Regions from separate parts of the Zea mays genome. Here region 2 is linked to region 1. Evidence: chromatin contacts called from public Hi-C data. All regions are on one chromosome and are shown on one strand. Each heading gives the region's core, a stretch centred on a gene start, on an enhancer-like site or on the middle of the called end of the contact. The rest is flanking DNA. Distances are from core to core; before and after follow the strand shown. Region 1 holds the start of LOC103636358. Region 2 holds the start of LOC103636359.

Region 1 (3,624 bases), core at 602-3,101:
GCGAGGTGATCATCTCCTCATCCCGTAGCCGCTTTCCATTTGCGTTCACAAAACTGCAGGAAAATTTAACTGGTTGCTGTGTCTCCACATCCCATAGCCGCTTTCCATTTGCATTCACAAAGCCGCAAGAAAATTTAACTGGTCGTTGTGTCTCTGCTCCATAGTCAATCATCGACCACCCATTGCAGTAACAAGCAAGAAAGACAAATTTGTCAGTTGCCGCATGTATGTATGGATAATTATGAAGCACCATGTAGTTAGTAATTAGAGAACTGGTCAGAAAGCTCACCTGAACTGCATTGTACTTGCGTAATCTTCTTAGCTGGGATTGGGTCGTCCAGCCTGAGCCTTCTCTTTAGACCAAGGATGATTTCATCGCTGAGTACATCGTGCCTTCGTTTTGGAAGAACTGATTTGTTCTCTTGAGGCTTGCTCTTCTTGGGACATCTTTCTACTTCGACTCCAGATTTTCGCTTTGGGCATGGAGGAGTTGCAGAATCTGAAGAATATAATGTTGGTTAGCTATTAAGTTAGGGTTACCTCTCTATATAAGGAGTGGCAGGAGTAGAGGGAGGAAGAAGATATAGATCTGGTTTACTCCTAGGGCCTCCTACGGGAGCAGGGGCGGACCCAGTGGGTGGTCCATATGGTCCACGGCACACCCTAAAATTGTATAAGGTTAGTTAGCATAGTGGTGTAAGTACTATCTTTTGAGTTTGGTAGTCAAGGTTCAAGTCTTGTTGATCTCTGTTTTTTTTTTAATATTTTTTCTGGCACAGCCTAAGCGTAGTAGCTGGGTCCGCTACTGTACTTCACAACACAAATGAAAAACCATCAACAATACTGATTACTGAAGAATAATAGAGTATGAAGTGACAAATCGTCAACGACACTGAATACTGAAGAATAATATAGAGTATCAAACATTATCGTCTGCCACAAGATTTTACTAAAAAAATGTGTGAAACGAGTACATAACAGGTGATACATAGAAAATCGACAGCATTGATAACCTCAGAAATAAATATACAATTTATAGTTGTCAATCTCAAACATGTGCGTTACTTATGGGGTTTATGGTCCATGGCAACATTAGAGTGGCTCAGTAGACAGTAGCTCCACACTCTGCATCTTTGGTGGTATTTGATCATTCATTCCAAATGACCAAATATATGTAGCTGCAAATTTCATAAACTGGTTGATACTACTGATCACTGAAGCTAGTAAAAGGGCATAACAATGTGATGTATATGATCCCGAACACTGCAAGAACAGAGGCGTCGATCACCCAACCACGACCGCACATTGTAACATTCAAAGATACCGCTCGTTATTTCCCTACCAGTTAGCAATAGGATCACGATCAATGAAGTAATCAGAGTTCCTAAGGGAGCGAGGCCCAAACCTCAACGCACCTGAGCTCGGCGCAGTAGGCGCGGCGGGCCTGCCGTGGACGACAACGGGCGCGGCGGCGTCGGCGCCGGTGGGCAGCCCGCGCTTCGCGAAGAAGGCGAGGAGCGCGCGCCACGTGACGGCGGAGCAGACGTGGCCAGGGCCGCGGCTGAGGAAGTAGCCGTTGGGCCGGACGGAGGCGGGGTCCAGCCCCAGCGCGAGCCCCACCCTGGCCAGGTCCACCCCTGAGCCGCCATCCACCGTGATCGCCACGGTATCCGCTGGCGACGAGGGCGACGAGCGACGGAGGTGCACGGTGCGGAGCGGCGAGCCCATGGCGGCCGGCGATGCTCTCCGGAAGAGCGTGGCGGGGAGAGGGGCGGAGAACGGTCTGGACTCTGCTGCTGCTACTGCGGACTGCGGTACTGCCTTTTGGGGGAAGCGAGGTCTAGAAGGGTCGCCGCGCGGTCGGACTCGGGGAGTCGGGTCCGGGTGAATCGTGGGTAGGCCTGGGCACTTTTAGGCCTTGTTCGTTTGTACCGGATTAGTGGGTCGGAACGATTCCTAACCGGATTGCTTCTCTAATTTATATAAACTTTGATTAGCTGAAACGATTCCGGGTGCAATCCGACGTAAACGAACAATCCCTTAAGCCGAAACCGAATTACCGAACCGAAAATTTGAAAACCGCACCGAAGTTTCGATTTTTCGGGGTTCGGTGTCAGGTTCGGTTTTAATTCCTGAGAACTTCGGTTCTCGGTGTCGGCCTCGGTTTTAGGCTTACACCGAACCGAAAACACCGAACCGAAATATCAGCGTCATGCGTCCCACTCCCACCATTCTACCGTAATCGGCCCATATGCCATAGCCCATAGCCCACTTCTCCGTGCGACTGAGAACTTCTCTGCGCCAACTCGGTAGTCGCCTAGTCGGCAAGACGCCAAGACCAGACGCTCAACGACGCGGCCCTCCTTCAGTTCCAACTTCCAACCCTAATCCATTCGACTTCGACAGACCGGCGGCGCTCCCCACTCCCCACTTCCCCAGTTCCCCGCTCCGGCGCTCCCCAGTCCCCACGCGGCCAACCGCCAACCAGTGCGCAAGGCCTCAATCCGGCGGCGGCGGCAGCGGCAGCTCTGCGGCCTGCGGGCTACGAGCGGTCGAGCTGAGGGCCACGAGCGGTCGAGCTGAGGGCCACGAGCGCACGCCTGCGGGCTACTGTGGCAGCAAGACTGCAAGAGGAGGCGGCGACTGTGTCTGTGCGACTGTGCGGACAGTGCGGTGGCCGGTGGGCTACTGAAAATAATTTGATTTGTTCTACCCCTACCGGTTTGTAAGTTTGTTGTTCCAGCCGCCCGCAACTGAAATAATTTGATTTGTTCTAGCTGTATCCGATTTGTTCCAGCCGCCTGCAAGTCTGCAACAGACTAATAATTTGATTTGTTTGTACATCTCAAATGTTTCTTTCGGTTGTAAATTGTAATGCTCAAGTACTTTGTTTAGCACACTTTGTGAATAATATAAGCTGTGGGCTGTGGCTAATAAACCAAACAGCCATACGTGTAGGCGTGTAGCTCTGTTGACTACTGCGATGGATTTCGGATGTTCAGTTTAAACCGAACTCCGAACCGAAAAACTGAAAACCGAATAGCTCGGTTTTCTTTTGTGAGACGCGTAGATCGGTCTGCTCTGTCTGTAAACCGAACTTCTACAACACCGAAAAAACCGAACCGAAAAAACCGATTACACCGAATGCCCAGGCCTAATCGTGGGTCCGGGTCCAGACCGCAGCAAACTAGTAGGTGTTTATTTCTGGGGAACTAATTTTTATTCTGTGTTGCCACGGGTCACAAGAATATTCAATTAAATTATCCATAAAAATATCTCAAGATTTTTATTAATTATCTCCGTCGCATAATATTTTTATGAACGCATGGGTACCATAGGCAGCAAATCAGAGACCTTCATCCCTCGTCTCCCCCACTTCCAAGGTTTCATAGAAGAGGAGGGGAAGAAAAGAGGCGGACATATCTGTTCGTTGCCGAAGAAGGACGACGAAGACCTGGGCATATGGAGACGACATAGGTAGTATGCCGCTAGATATATAGGGAGAGAGCACGCAAGCGGAGAAAAAAGCCCAACCGGAGCAGCTCCAAACCGAGAGGCATCCGCACCAGGCGTCAATCTGAGAAGGGCATGAGAATGTGAGTGTCTTCCTAGCACTGGACCCGC
Region 2 (3,624 bases), core at 433-2,932, 150 kb after region 1:
TTTATAGATCCTGGGCCCATTGACAACTTTATTTTTCTCCGCACGTAATTCTAATGATAATCAGATTCTCTACGCAGACAGATTCTCCCACAACTAGATTCTCGGAAAAGCTGTTCAGAAAAAAGTTGAACCAAACAGGCCCATAGATCTCCGAGATGTGGGCTTGAAGTTGGTTTTGTAATTTGGATGGTTTCTGAAACCACGAACCTTTAACCCCACTGCAGAAACAGTATAGGTCGACGGATGTCTCCAACTCGAAGGGAAGGTCTGACGGTGGAAGAAGAGCAACAGGGATTGGGCCCATGCCATGCCCATGAATGCTGCCCAATGCTGTCTGACTCCGCGCCGTGCGCCCGTGGTCGGCCTCGTGCTGGTCCGCGCCATCGACGCCACGCGTCCGCGCAGCGCGCACGGAGCCGGGCCTGCCGCTCGACACCGGCACGGTCGCACGGATGAGTGATGAAGCGTCGTGCCGTCCCACCCCCCCCCCCCCCCCCCCACACACACACAGAGGCGTGGCGTACGGTCACAGCCTGGCCGGGGGCCGGGAGAGGTTGTTGGCGCGGCGCCTTCCTGGGCGGACCCACCGGCACCGGATGTCCGTGGCGCCCAATCACCCGTAATCACGGCTCGTCTCCTTGCTGCCAAGGCAAACAAGTGTCTCAGCAGCTGATGCTTCGTTGCTCTGCTCCTCCGTCCGTCAGATCCAGTCCGGTAATAAGTAACCGGCCTCGTGAAGCAACGGTACTGATTCCCTGTGTGCTAATCAGAACGCACTGTTCAGTTCAGAGTTGAGACTCTAGGCCTGAAGGAGAACGGCAACAATCTCTGCGATCGCTCTGCATCTATACTTGGACACCGACACTCCACGCTGCTCTCTCTCTCTCTCTCTCTCTCTCTCTCTCTCTCTCTCTCTTCTGTAATGTAATTAGAAGACCTTGATGGTATATAATGTACGACTCCAGCTCAGACTTCAGAGCAGCAGGAGATGAGATGGCAAGTGACAATTCCTGGTTCCAACGGTGAAAGGAGAGTGAGAACAAGAAGTTGCATTATCGTCATGACATCATCTTTTATTCTAATCAAACTTTGTTCTAGTATTTTATGGTCCTGAAAGATGAAATAAAATTGTACACTATTCATCCTTCTTTAGCCATCTAGATCTTGTCACATAGATGAGTTCCATTAGCAAATTGGCTCTAATTATAATGTGAGAGTGAGTTGTACGAAGTACCTCACTAGAGGTCTCGAGCAATAAACAATCTTTTTTGATAAAAGAAGCTTTATATTAAAGGTTAACAAGAGCGATACATTAAGAGAATACATACTCTTGGTACACAAACTTAAAAATTCGAGCAAAAGTTACAAATAGAAGTGATAATGAATCACGATTCAAATATTTCATCATAATTCTTTAATTTTAGTTTAAAAATAAATAGAAATAGTGTCTGATCTTATTCTTCAATTTTGTACTATAAAATTTAGAGTTCATTACCGCCATAATTACAACAGATAACAAGAAGATCTATCCAGTCTACCTAAATTTCCTACAATACCTTAACACAATCAAGTACTGTCGATAGCATGTTAGTATCTTAATCGTTTCTTGTGTTTGTATCCTCATGGAAATAAAATTCCTCGTTTTTTTGCACCTAAAATTGCGTGCTACAAATATAATGGCCCTAAACTGAAACCAGTGGCGTGAAACTCATAAAAAAATTCTGTACCCAGAAATAGGAAGGCCGGCGATTACGCATGCATGGCACTTCGGAAATTTGGGCCCAATTGTCCGCAGGTTGCGGTAATTGTATATACGCCAGTTTAAAAAAGCCCGCGAGATCCGCTCCAAGCACCAAGCTGCCCCGTGTCCGTGTCCAACGCCTCTCCACCACCACTCCCCGCGCGCAATCCAACCCGGCCACCTCCCCACATCTACCGCCAGTGGCGCCACCTTATCGCCTCGCCTCCAACCCCGACGCGAGCCAGGTACCTACCTGCTGCGGCGGCCGAGAGAGATGGATGGCCGGCGGCCGGAGATGCGGCGGACGATGACGCTGTCCGAGCAGCTGTCCACGCCCGACCCGCTCATCCGCGACTTCCTCAAGATCCCGCACGACGCCGACGCCGGCGAGGGTGATAGCCCCTCGGCCGTCGACGCGCAGGGGGGCGGCAGGACGACCGGCTGGAAGCAGCTGCGAGACCGGCTCCGGCTCCGGCGCGCGGCGGGCGCCTGGCAGAGGCGTAAGACCGGCGCGGCCGCGGCCCACGCCCCGGCGAACGGCGGCGGCCTCAGCAATATCAGCAGCGCTAACAACCGCAGCAACAAGTACAACTACAACCCCGGCGAGGCGGAGGCGGCGTTCTCCCGCACCTTCTCCCGCGCGCCGTCGCTCCGCGCGACGCCCACGTTCTCGCGCGTCGCGTCCACCCGGGTCGGCCCCGCCTCCTGCCGCTCCAGCTCAAGGCGGCTCTCGACGTACGACTTCCGCGACGTCGAAGAGCGACGCCACGAGGACGAGGACGAGGACGGCGACGGGGAAGAGGAAGAAGACGGCGAGGACGAGGGGGACGAAGAAAAGACGGCGGCGCCCGCGGCGCAGATGTCGCTGATGGCGCTGCTGGGGCAGACGGACAACCAGTGGGACGACGATGAGGATGAGGAGGAGGAGAGCGGAGGCGGCGCGTTTAAGAAAGGCGGGGCCGGCGCCGTGGGCGACGAGGACGAGGACGACTGCGACAGCCGGGAGGATGAGATGGTGCACGTGTGCTGCGTGTGCATGGTTCGGCACAAGGGCGCCGCCTTCATCCCCTGCGGCCACACCTTCTGCCGCCTCTGCTCCCGCGAGCTCTGGGTCAGCCGCGGCAACTGCCCGCTCTGCAACGGCTTCATCCAGGAGATCCTCGACATCTTCTGACGGACCGAGCTCGCCGCCTCCATCGTTTGTTTATCTTCTAGGTCCCTTAGCTTCACGTACATCCATGGCATCATCGCCGTCGATACCCATGTTCTTGCACCGGTTCCTATCCTACAGATTTTGTGTGTGTGTGTGCGCGCGCGCGCGCGCTGGGGTGGGGGGTAGGGGGATCATTGATTGTTACAGTACGTTGCAATAAAATGGTACAGTATTACGCATACGCAATGTGTGCATTTTCGTATAGTATTTCAGAGTGGTTGTTAGGTTGACTTACCAGGCACCAATAAAAGAGCGTGTGATTCAGATGAACTTCTGCATCCAACTAACCAGAGGTCCAGAGCATCTTTTGTTTAGCTGAGACTCAGAGAGTCAGAGGTGCTCGTATGAGTGTATCCAAGTTCTCATTTTTCTCAGTTGGAAGTTGGAACTGAACTATCAGAATTGTCCATGCGGCCATGGCACCATCTGATCTGACGATAACAAAACTTGCATGGTCCAGTTTGCAAGCATAAGACTATTTACAGCAACGTCTTCTATATTCATCCTCTATATCTGTCTTTTACAGTCTTTTCTAAAAGATTCCATCCCCTATATCTACTTCTTCTCCAACAACGTCCTCTAAATCACGTCATCTATATGCAAATTTTATATTAGAGACATTTTTAAATTTTTAATTTTTGTATATACTTATTGGTCATACTCTCAAATA

The links. A called contact is a pair of places that touch in the nucleus more often than the background predicts.
Region 2: a contact with region 1 is called in a Hi-C map of ear, with 1.9 times the contacts expected there. The contact joins the promoter of LOC103636359 here to the promoter of LOC103636358 in region 1. A contact is called at or near these places in 4 of 25 Hi-C or Micro-C datasets (bundle sheath, ear, leaf and 1 more).

What each region holds. Positions count from the first base shown.
Region 1 is chr8:168,347,203-168,350,826 of Zm-B73-REFERENCE-NAM-5.0, forward strand. It overlaps LOC103636358, which reads right to left and starts at 1,852. Exons shown (of 3, transcript XM_008658718.4): 1 at 1,416-1,852; 2 at 290-499; 3 at 1-153. The coding sequence starts at 1,728.
Region 2 is chr8:168,495,593-168,499,216 of Zm-B73-REFERENCE-NAM-5.0, forward strand. It overlaps LOC103636359, which reads left to right and starts at 1,683. Exons shown (of 1, transcript XM_008658719.4): 1 at 1,683-3,224. The coding sequence starts at 2,016. The coding sequence ends at 2,915.